3 separate regions of the Mus musculus genome follow, and all the other regions are linked to region 3. The links are chromatin contacts, called in public HiChIP or PLAC-seq and capture Hi-C maps. All regions are on one chromosome and are shown on one strand. Each heading gives the region's core, a stretch centred on a gene start, on an enhancer-like site or on the middle of the called end of the contact. The rest is flanking DNA. Distances are from core to core; before and after follow the strand shown.

Region 1 (2,837 bases), core at 240-2,739, 360 kb before region 3:
GAGGTCACTTGAAATGTCAGCTGCACTTCAGGAGTGTGACAGAGTGCAACCTAGACACGGAGGGTTGGGGGATGGGATAGAGATGAGACTCATGGACCTGACATGACACGACCCACCTCAGTTTCTTGGGAGTTTATGACAGTCCACATGGGTAGTTTGCATGTGAAATATTCACCACGAGGGCTGCTGTTCCAAGAGGTTATGGAACTATATTTGGAGGCTCACACACACTTGTAACGCCAGCTTTAAGAGATCTAAAGCCCCATTTTAACCTTCATGGGTGTTGGCTTACAGGTGATTCCACTAGGCTCCTCCCAGGGACCTAGCAATGGCTTACATCATCATCTGCTGCCACTACCTGCCACTGACAGGTATGGGCACCATAGAAAATGATAGCTCACCACCCCAGCTAGCTCTCTGTATTCCCACACGTTCCAGGCAGGAGGTCTCTGTCTCTCTCTGTCTCTGTCTCTGTCTCTGTATCTCTCTCTGTCTCTCTGTCTCTGTCTCTCCCCGCCCCCCCTCATGGCTCTACTCCCCATCTGTCCACCTCTGCCTCTTTTCCAGGCCCTCACTCCTCTCCCTTCCACCAAAGAAACCCTCTTTATACCAGATCTGCTGCACATAGCATGGTTTCTCAGGAAGATACCTTGGCATGGGCCTGCTAGGCACCTCCTCATTATAATGCATAACAATGGTCACCAGCGCGCGCGCGCACACACACACACACACACACACACACACACACACACACACATACTCGCATATGCACACACATACACACCACATAATACACCCCCCCACACGCATGAAAATAATAGATCTTTTTTTAAAAAATAGGATCATTGATATAGTTTAGCTATTAAAGTGCTTGCTGCCAAGCCTGACCACCTGAGTTCAGTCCCCATAACCTATATCTGCATCTGCACACACATCTCTGGGAATGTGTGCATGTGCACATATAATCAATCAGTCAATTCATCAATGAAAAGAATGTTAACTAAAAATGACTATGCAATCTCAAGAGCATGGCGCTCATGTCTGCTCCTCTCCATCGGGAGCCTGGGGATGGGAACTAGTTAAGTCTCATGAGACCTGAGGTACTCTTTTCCGCGCAATGTTTCCATGACCTCACTCCCTTGCACTAGGCTCCACCTCTTAAAGGTCCCACCTCAAGCCAAAAACCTCCGGGGGAGACAAACCAGACAGAAGAAATAATAAACAGAGCTTACACAGTAGCCTGAGGGCTCAATTATCTACTCACTGGTGGTATGTGCAAGGCACCTGCTGCCCCAGTCACTGTGGCCCCTTTCCTTTCAAACACAGCAGAAGGTGTGGCTACTGTGGATGCCACAGAAGAGAATGGGGAGGCCACCAACTGGGAGCAATGGGGCCACTTCCAAAGGGCCACGCCTACATTCAGGGTTAAGGGTCTGGGTAGCCAGCTAAGAAGTCACAAGGAAACATAGATTCCCAAACACAGATGATTCCCATGGAAAAGAAGGGAGAGGCTGGAGCCTCTGCGCACGCTTGGCTGCTGGCTCCTCCCAGACTGTGCCCCGGCTGATTTTCCTGCTCCATTACCTCCTTTGACCTTCTCCCAGAGACTTTGGCAGCCCTGCTTGGTGGCTCTTAAGTGCAACCTTCCGTGACCTCTGTGTCACTTGAGATGTCACCATGGAGATTGCAGGACCTCCCTGGAGTTGACCTTTCCAATTCTTTCTCTGGTTTCCAGACCAGGGGCACCACCCCCAACACACATCCTCCTTCTACGGGATGTGGCCCGTAAGACGATGCGACTCTGGGGATGGGTGTCTCGGGGTGAGTTGTCTTGCTGACACGGTGAAAGTGACATCCTGACTCACGTATTGTCAGCTCCAGCAGACTTCAAGTTTAATTCCATGTAACTGAGGCTGGGGCAGACAACTGAAAACAGACAAATAGCAAGGCTGTTTCTTTCCTAAGTTTCTGTCAGCAAGTCCTCCCCAGGCCTGGTTGCTATTGTCATTTGCTTAGGCATTGACAGTATATCATAAATATGTATACATATCATATACATATATACATATAACACACAGGTGTACACACACAAACACATATTTTATTTTGTCTTCTAGAGAAATATTTCTCTGAATTCACCCTCAGTTGTTCGGCATAGTCATGGGCCCTGACGGTGGCATTTGCCTTATAAAAGCAGTGTCATTCAGCCAAGTGACAGTGACTGGGATGAGAACCAGGGAATACACACTTCTATTGATCCCTCGCCCTCTGACTTCTGAGTGCTCCTTCTACCCTATCCCTGCAAAAGCCCTCCTTCTACCTTGGGTCACGCTGTGTGTCGTTCATGCTTTTATTTTCTATTTTTGGATGCATTGCTATCTTGAGGGTCTTGTAGGGCAGAAGCTGCCCCTCCCAGGATTAGTTCAGTCCTAGAGACCGAGGACCTTGCAGATGTGCTCAGCATGTCCCGAAATGCACTCAAAATGGATCCCGAGTCTACCACCTAGCCACCACCTTCATCTACATCTTAGACACCACGACAGTATTGTCGTCCCCTCAAGCACCTCACAGAAGCAGAAGCAGAAGGAGTACACCAATTCCTTCTGGTGGCCCATTTTTTCTGTTTGCTTCCCCAATGAGTTATGTGACCCTGTGTGATGTGGCTGTCCTCTTACTCTTAGGAGGCGTAACAGACTGTTCACCCAAGAAAGAGTCTGTGTCATCTCCCTACCCCTGAAACATTCAATGTCTGACATGTTTCCCAGTTCAAGCCTGGTCCACTCCCAACACCAAGTAGGGGGAGGTGTAGAGATGTTTCAGAGCCTCTGCTGCAGCCC
Region 2 (2,700 bases), core at 118-2,617, 340 kb before region 3:
CTCAGAGAGGTTGTGCACACACACAGCATTTCCTACCTCCTCTGGCTCTTCTATCTTCTGTCCTGAGCTGGGAATGCATCAATGCATGGTAGTGTAACCAGGGAGCAGGGATGGGGAAATAGTGTAAAGAGATTGAATTTCTCTCAAGATGATCTGGAGCTCCAGCGAAGCCCTTCAAAGGAAGGCCAGAAGGTGGGTCAAGTGGGACCTTCATGGACAGGGAGGTGCTTCTATGGAGATGCTCTCATATCTCCCGAAGAATTTCAACGTTAATAAAGCTACTGAGCTAGAGAATGACCAAGATTTCCCAGAGGGTGTGTGTGTAAGAGCCACACAAGTCCAGGGAAGGTAAGGAGTGAGTGGGGGGAGGGGGAAAGGTCACTTAGCTACAGGGACCTCAGAGGATGCAAAGATATGGTACCTGGCCAGATGTAGGTTTTGCCCATGAGAGAAAAAGCAAAAGGGTAGAACTTGTAGCCACCAGGGTTTCAAGGACACAGAGGAGGCTGCTAGGGAGACTGGAGTTAGAAGTCAGGACCCTGGAAATGAGATTTCCTGGAAGAAAGGAAAGCCACACAAGGAGCCACAGCCGTCCTCCCTCCCCCAGCCCCCGCCCATTGGAATGTGCAGGGCATCTTACTGGCAAAGCTCCACCATAAAGAAGGCTTGAGAACATAAACCAGAGACTTCCCAGAGCCTGGAAGGAGGATCCTCTCAACACTGGGGGCTTAGAGACCTTTAGAGTCAAAGGCATTAAAACCCCGTATGGAAAGAAATGGGGAGAAGCCATTTGGGGGCCCTGTTAAGTTCCTGTGAACAAGAAGCATCTACAGAGACTGCATCCCAGCCAGGCAGCCAGGAAAGCCAGTGAGTCTTTACCCATAGCACCGGGATGGGTGGCCCATGTTTAAACCAAACAAAACATCAAGGCGGATGGGTGGCCCATGTTTACATCAAGGCAAACCTTCACCTTAAATAAAAGGCAAACAAGTGTCTGAATGGCTGAGTTAATAAATCATAATAAATCTATGAGCATTGTCCTGTTCTCTATGAATAGAAGAATTTGCCAAGTAATCAATCACTTATGTAAATGATTCTGAAGGTCAGCCAAGGTAAAAGCAAACCAAGAGGAGGCATAGGGGAGAGGTCATGAGGAGGTCACAGGAAGGTCACGGGGAGCATTTCAGAAAGAAACAACGTTTGTGGCTGTGCACACCTGCCCTGGGAACCATGGAAACTAGGTCTGAAATAGGGGGCCAGACTTAGACAGGTGTGGGGGAGAGGGATCCACATGTTCCAGCACAGCATGTGAGGCCTAGCAAGAGGACAACCAGACCCCGGGGTTCTCTCCCCCTTTGTTGTCAGGTTACAATAGTCCCAGGTAAACAAGGCCACCTGGATCAAGGGCACTGCCCAGCCCTGGGCCCACTTCCATTTCCTCCTGCCTGTCAACATTGATGTTTGCAAGCTCTGTGAAAACAAATGACCCTTGCGTTCTGGAGAGTGGATTTCATCCAGGAGTCTAATCCACAGTGTTTGCCTTCCTATTGACAATTACCACTTTAGGGAAATGAGCCCAGTGCTTTTCATGGATTGCCTGCAGATTTGGTTTTCTAATTACATCCTCCTTCAGCAAACACATCCAAGAGCAGCTTTACTCTGACCGCATCCAGAAAGGCAAGATACCCGCAAATAGGAACTCTCCTGGGGAAAGAAGAGAAAGAAGCCACACTGCTAGGCTCCATACCTTCCAAAGTACCGTCTTATATTTATGTTATAAACAAGTGTGTGTGTGTGTGTGTGTGTGTGTGTGTCCCTGTGTCTGTGTGTGTGTCTGTGTAATCTGTGTCTGTGTATGTCTGTATGTTTATCCATGTGTATCTCTATGTGTGTGTGTGTCTGTTTGTATCTGTGTGTATCTGTGCCTCTGTGTTTATGTCTGAGTGTATCTGTACTTGTGTATGTGTGTGTTTATCTGTGTGTCTCTCTGTGTGTCTATGTATCTGTGTGTGTGTGTATCCGTATCTGGGTCTGCATTTGTTTATCTCTGTGTGTTTGTGAGTCTCTATGTTGTCTGTGTGTGTCTATGTATATGTGTCTATGTCTATGTGTGCCTCCTTGTGTGTGCCTCTGTGTGTGTATGCGTGCGAGTGTGTGTGTGTATTTGGGTTTATGCACATCATTGTGGGTTCCCATGGAAGCCAGAAGAGAGCTTTGGATCCCCTGGAGCTGGAGTTACAGGTGGTTGAGAGTAGCCCAGCATAGGTTCTAGGAAGCAAGCTTTCGGTTTCTGTAAGAGCAGTAACTGTCTTAACTGCTGTGTGTCACTCCAGCCTCCCTGCTGGCATTTCAAACAATCCACGCCATCATTAAACTCAAGAGAGCTTTGTTTCATCTTATCGCATTTTCAGGAAAGAAATGTTTTTGTTTTTTTTTTTAAATATCTGGCAGCCATGCCCGAGGCCTGAATTCATAGAGCTCTTTCTACTACTCCTGTTGTTGATACCACTGATGTCTCAACCATCAAGTCCAGTGAGGACCAGGACTCAGGTGGTAACCCTGGAAAATCAGGCAAACTTGACTTTTCTAGAATATTTTCTTCCTCGGCTTCTGAGGTCTTTCTTTCCGAGGGCACACCTGAAGCCTGTTTCTTCCATGTGTCCCTCTTCGCCTGTCTCTTCCTCCCCCTTCACTTTTCTT
Region 3 (3,032 bases), core at 501-3,000:
TTCCAAAAGAGAAGAGAGCGTCAGACTGTGGGCACAGGCATTGCCAGCAGGGTGTGAGGGGAACACACTGTGGACATTAAGTCCCCAAGTACAGAATCAGAGCTGCTGGTGTTGTAAATGAGGGTGTGTGTGGAGGGGAGGAGGTGACCTGTGGCCAGGCTTGGATGGAAGGATGCTTCTCCACCCTGGACACATTCAGAGGGAAGATGAAGTATTGATTTGGTTAACCCTGCCCCGGGGAGTCACTTGTGCCTGAGTCTTCGTCCCATATATATCCTGTTCTTCCCAAGTTGCCCCAGCATTGCTGAAGCCTGGAGCGAGCCCTTCAGCCCTTACGTAGAAGAGTGTGGACTGGGAGGAGCAGGACTTTCAGCACAAAGTCACCACATGTGACACAATGCCCCTGCATCTGAACCCTTTCCCTTTATGTAACAGCACCATTCTGTCCAGTTCCTATTAGCACTGCCTGCCCACAACACGGTGCCCACCAGAGTGAGCAGCTGTGCCATGAGTCCCCGCATCCCTGCTCCTTCTCTTCCTCCTCTGCCCTGCCTGTTTACCTCTATTTCATCAGTCAGGCTTCCAGTTTTAGGATACTTCTACTCTTTTGTTGGTTATTAGTTTCAAAACAAAGGTAGTCTCTTGCTAGAACCTGAAATCACTTCCTTGACTGTATACAATGTAGCACAAAAAGATAGCAATTAACAATAGAAATGTGTACAGAAGAGAACACCCTCACATACTGCTCAAATGGACCCCTATTTAGTAGGGTAAATTTAGAATGTGAACTCCCCCCAGTAGCCTGAACCCTTCCATTCCTCTCCAATATGACAACACCTCACATACAGACCAAGGATACTACATACCTGCTGGCAGGGAGGGGTCCCACTGTCAAAGGTCCCTCCTTCCTGCCAAAAGCAGATATCTGCCCGTATTCATGGAATAAAGAGCAAACACGTGAAGGAATGAGTGTGTGTGGTTCCAGCTTGGTAAACCGAGGCAATAGCTTAGAAAGCAGATGTTGGGGTTTACTGCTATTTTCCTAAAGTTCTCCATATCCAGGGAAGAACCCTAAAACATCCAGGGCTCATGTCTGTAACTTACATGATGTAAGCGTGTTCTGACGGCAAGCCAGTATGTTCTGAGGTCTGATGCCTGCGGTGACCATTGCGCAGTGTGCTCAGAGGACTCACAGGACTCAGTAATAGAGGCCTCCTTGTTTTGACGAAGATCAGGCTTGGTCAGTAATTGACAGAGACATTTGATATTTGATAGGACCGAAGAGCCCTCTGCTGGCCACAGAGTGAACTATCCCACACGACTTTAGACTTTAGAGGTTCAGTTACATTTAATTGGCCATGACCTCAAACTATCTGCATAATTTAAATGAAGCTTCTCCATAGCTAAGTGAAAATTAAAAGAGCAAAAGAGACCATTTTTCATAGCAAATTGTCAAACCTCTCTCTCTCCTCTCTCTCTTCTCTTCTCTCTCTTTCTCTCTCTCTCTCTCTCTCTCTCTCTCTCTCTCTCTCTCTCTCTCTCTCTCTCTCTCTCTCTCTCTCTCTTGTTAATTCTTACATACGCAAAAGGAGTATGGACTAGCAGACCCAAGTACTTACTGTTGTTAAACAGCCACCAAGGGAGAGACAGATAGACAGGCAAAGATTCTAGAAGGTTGAGGGACAGGTAGAGCCTCCAGTAACAGTGAATGTTGGGTTCTTAAGACATGCAAATAGCATAGGTGAGACCCTGCTGTTCCAGCCATTTGGACATCCTCAACTCAAGCCAAAGGAACCATGCTGAGCTGAGTCACCTGATTGCTCCGTTTGTTGTACCTGGCCACAGTTTGGTATGAAGCGTGATGGCTTTAAAAGCTTTTCTCTCAGAATGGAAACAGCTTGGCCTTGCACTTGGTGGGTTAGCAGACATTCAACTTCATCACGGAACTCCTGGGCCACTGAGGTCAGAGTCACCTTGCACAAATGTCCTGGCCCTATAATGGCTTACTGATCAGTGATTAAGTTGGTAGAATAATGCAAGATTGTGTTGGAAGGAACATGCCCGTTCCAGCAGGCAACTGGCCACATTCACCCTGGATTATTCTCCAGGCATCAGATCTCAGAACATACTGGCTTTGCCGTCAGAACATGCTTACATCATGTAAGTTACAGACATGAGCCCTGGATGTTTTAGGGTTCTTCCCTGGATATGGAGAACTTTAGGAAAATAGCAGTAAACCCCAACATCTGCTTTCTAAGCTATTGCCTCGGCTTACCAAGCTGGAGCCACACACACTCATTCGGCAAAATGCTTTTTAAATGATCAAATGGCCTGTTTGCAGCTCTGACCCCAGTTAAACAGTGAAGGGCACATATAGGATATAAAAATACAGTCTAGTATTTTGTGCCTTTTCAGCCTCCATCTGACATCTGCAGGATCTTGTAAACAACCCGCATTTTTAAACTGATGGGATCCACGCAGTGACCATGAACACCGTGAAGCCAGTAGCAGCTGGACCTGCTTCTTCCCAGAGTCAGGTTACTTGGCAACACAGCCCAAAGTGGGTAATAAACTCCATCCAAGACTAAACACTAGCATGAGATTGAATGCCAACAAGTGCCACAAGAGAAAGTTGAAAAGAACTTTGTAGAACTGGGCCTGGCATGGCCTTTTGAAACCTCAAAGCCCAGCCCCAGTGACACACACTCTCCCACAAGGCCACGCCTCCTAGCCCTTCTAATCCTTCTCAAATAGTGCCACTCCCTAATGACTAAGGACTCAAGGGGCCATTCTTATTCATCCACCACAGCAGCTTTCAAATGTTGCAAGGTGACCTAGTTGACCATTATTTATCGTAATCCCCAAGCCAGAAGTATTATCTACAGCAATGCTGATAGCAAACTTATCACAGAGTGACCATTGTGGCCTTGTAGCCTAAGCTGCTGTTTTGTGACAAAGCTTTGAAAGAGTATAAGAAAAAAAGAAAATGTGTGTTACGCTTTTAACAGGTGACAAATTAATGACCCAGGGTG

The links. HiChIP or PLAC-seq counts read pairs in DNA pulled down with a chosen protein or histone mark. Capture Hi-C pulls out chosen DNA fragments and counts their contacts.
Region 1: a capture Hi-C map of embryonic stem cells shows a contact between it and region 3, with 6 times the contacts expected there. The contact joins two enhancer-like sites. A contact is called at or near these places in 4 of 484 Hi-C or Micro-C datasets (embryonic stem cells, extraembryonic endoderm stem cells, nephron progenitors and 1 more), 1 of 115 datasets of contacts at active chromatin or transcription factors (fibro-adipogenic progenitors) and 2 of 9 other capture datasets (adipose tissue and embryonic stem cells).
Region 2: a contact with region 3 is called in an H3K27ac HiChIP or PLAC-seq map of embryonic stem cells, with 4 times the contacts expected there. The contact joins two enhancer-like sites. A contact is called at or near these places in 4 of 484 Hi-C or Micro-C datasets (embryonic stem cells, extraembryonic endoderm stem cells and trophoblast stem cells), 2 of 115 datasets of contacts at active chromatin or transcription factors (embryonic stem cells and fibro-adipogenic progenitors) and 2 of 9 other capture datasets (adipose tissue and embryonic stem cells).

What each region holds. Positions count from the first base shown.
Region 1 is chr1:90,423,028-90,425,864 of GRCm38.p6, reverse strand. The region is part of intron 3 of Gm34992 (a long non-coding RNA gene); the gene reads right to left. Among named protein-coding and RNA genes, the nearest start is that of Gm28722, 80 kb to the left of the region's middle. Within about 2 kb of position 1,489, at least 32 of the 459 cell types and tissues checked have an H3K27ac peak or open chromatin away from gene starts, as enhancers often do. A contact at or near this core is called in embryonic stem cells, where this site is marked.
Region 2 is chr1:90,403,723-90,406,422 of GRCm38.p6, reverse strand. The region is part of intron 3 of Gm34992 (a long non-coding RNA gene); the gene reads right to left. Among named protein-coding and RNA genes, the nearest start is that of Gm34992, 67 kb to the right of the region's middle. Within about 2 kb of position 1,367, at least 28 of the 459 cell types and tissues checked have an H3K27ac peak or open chromatin away from gene starts, as enhancers often do. A contact at or near this core is called in embryonic stem cells, where this site is marked.
Region 3 is chr1:90,059,014-90,062,045 of GRCm38.p6, reverse strand. All of the region lies in intron 15 of Iqca (IQ motif containing with AAA domain), which reads left to right. Among named protein-coding and RNA genes, the nearest start is that of Asb18, 46 kb to the right of the region's middle. Within about 2 kb of position 1,750, at least 8 of the 459 cell types and tissues checked have an H3K27ac peak or open chromatin away from gene starts, as enhancers often do. A contact at or near this core is called in embryonic stem cells, where this site is marked.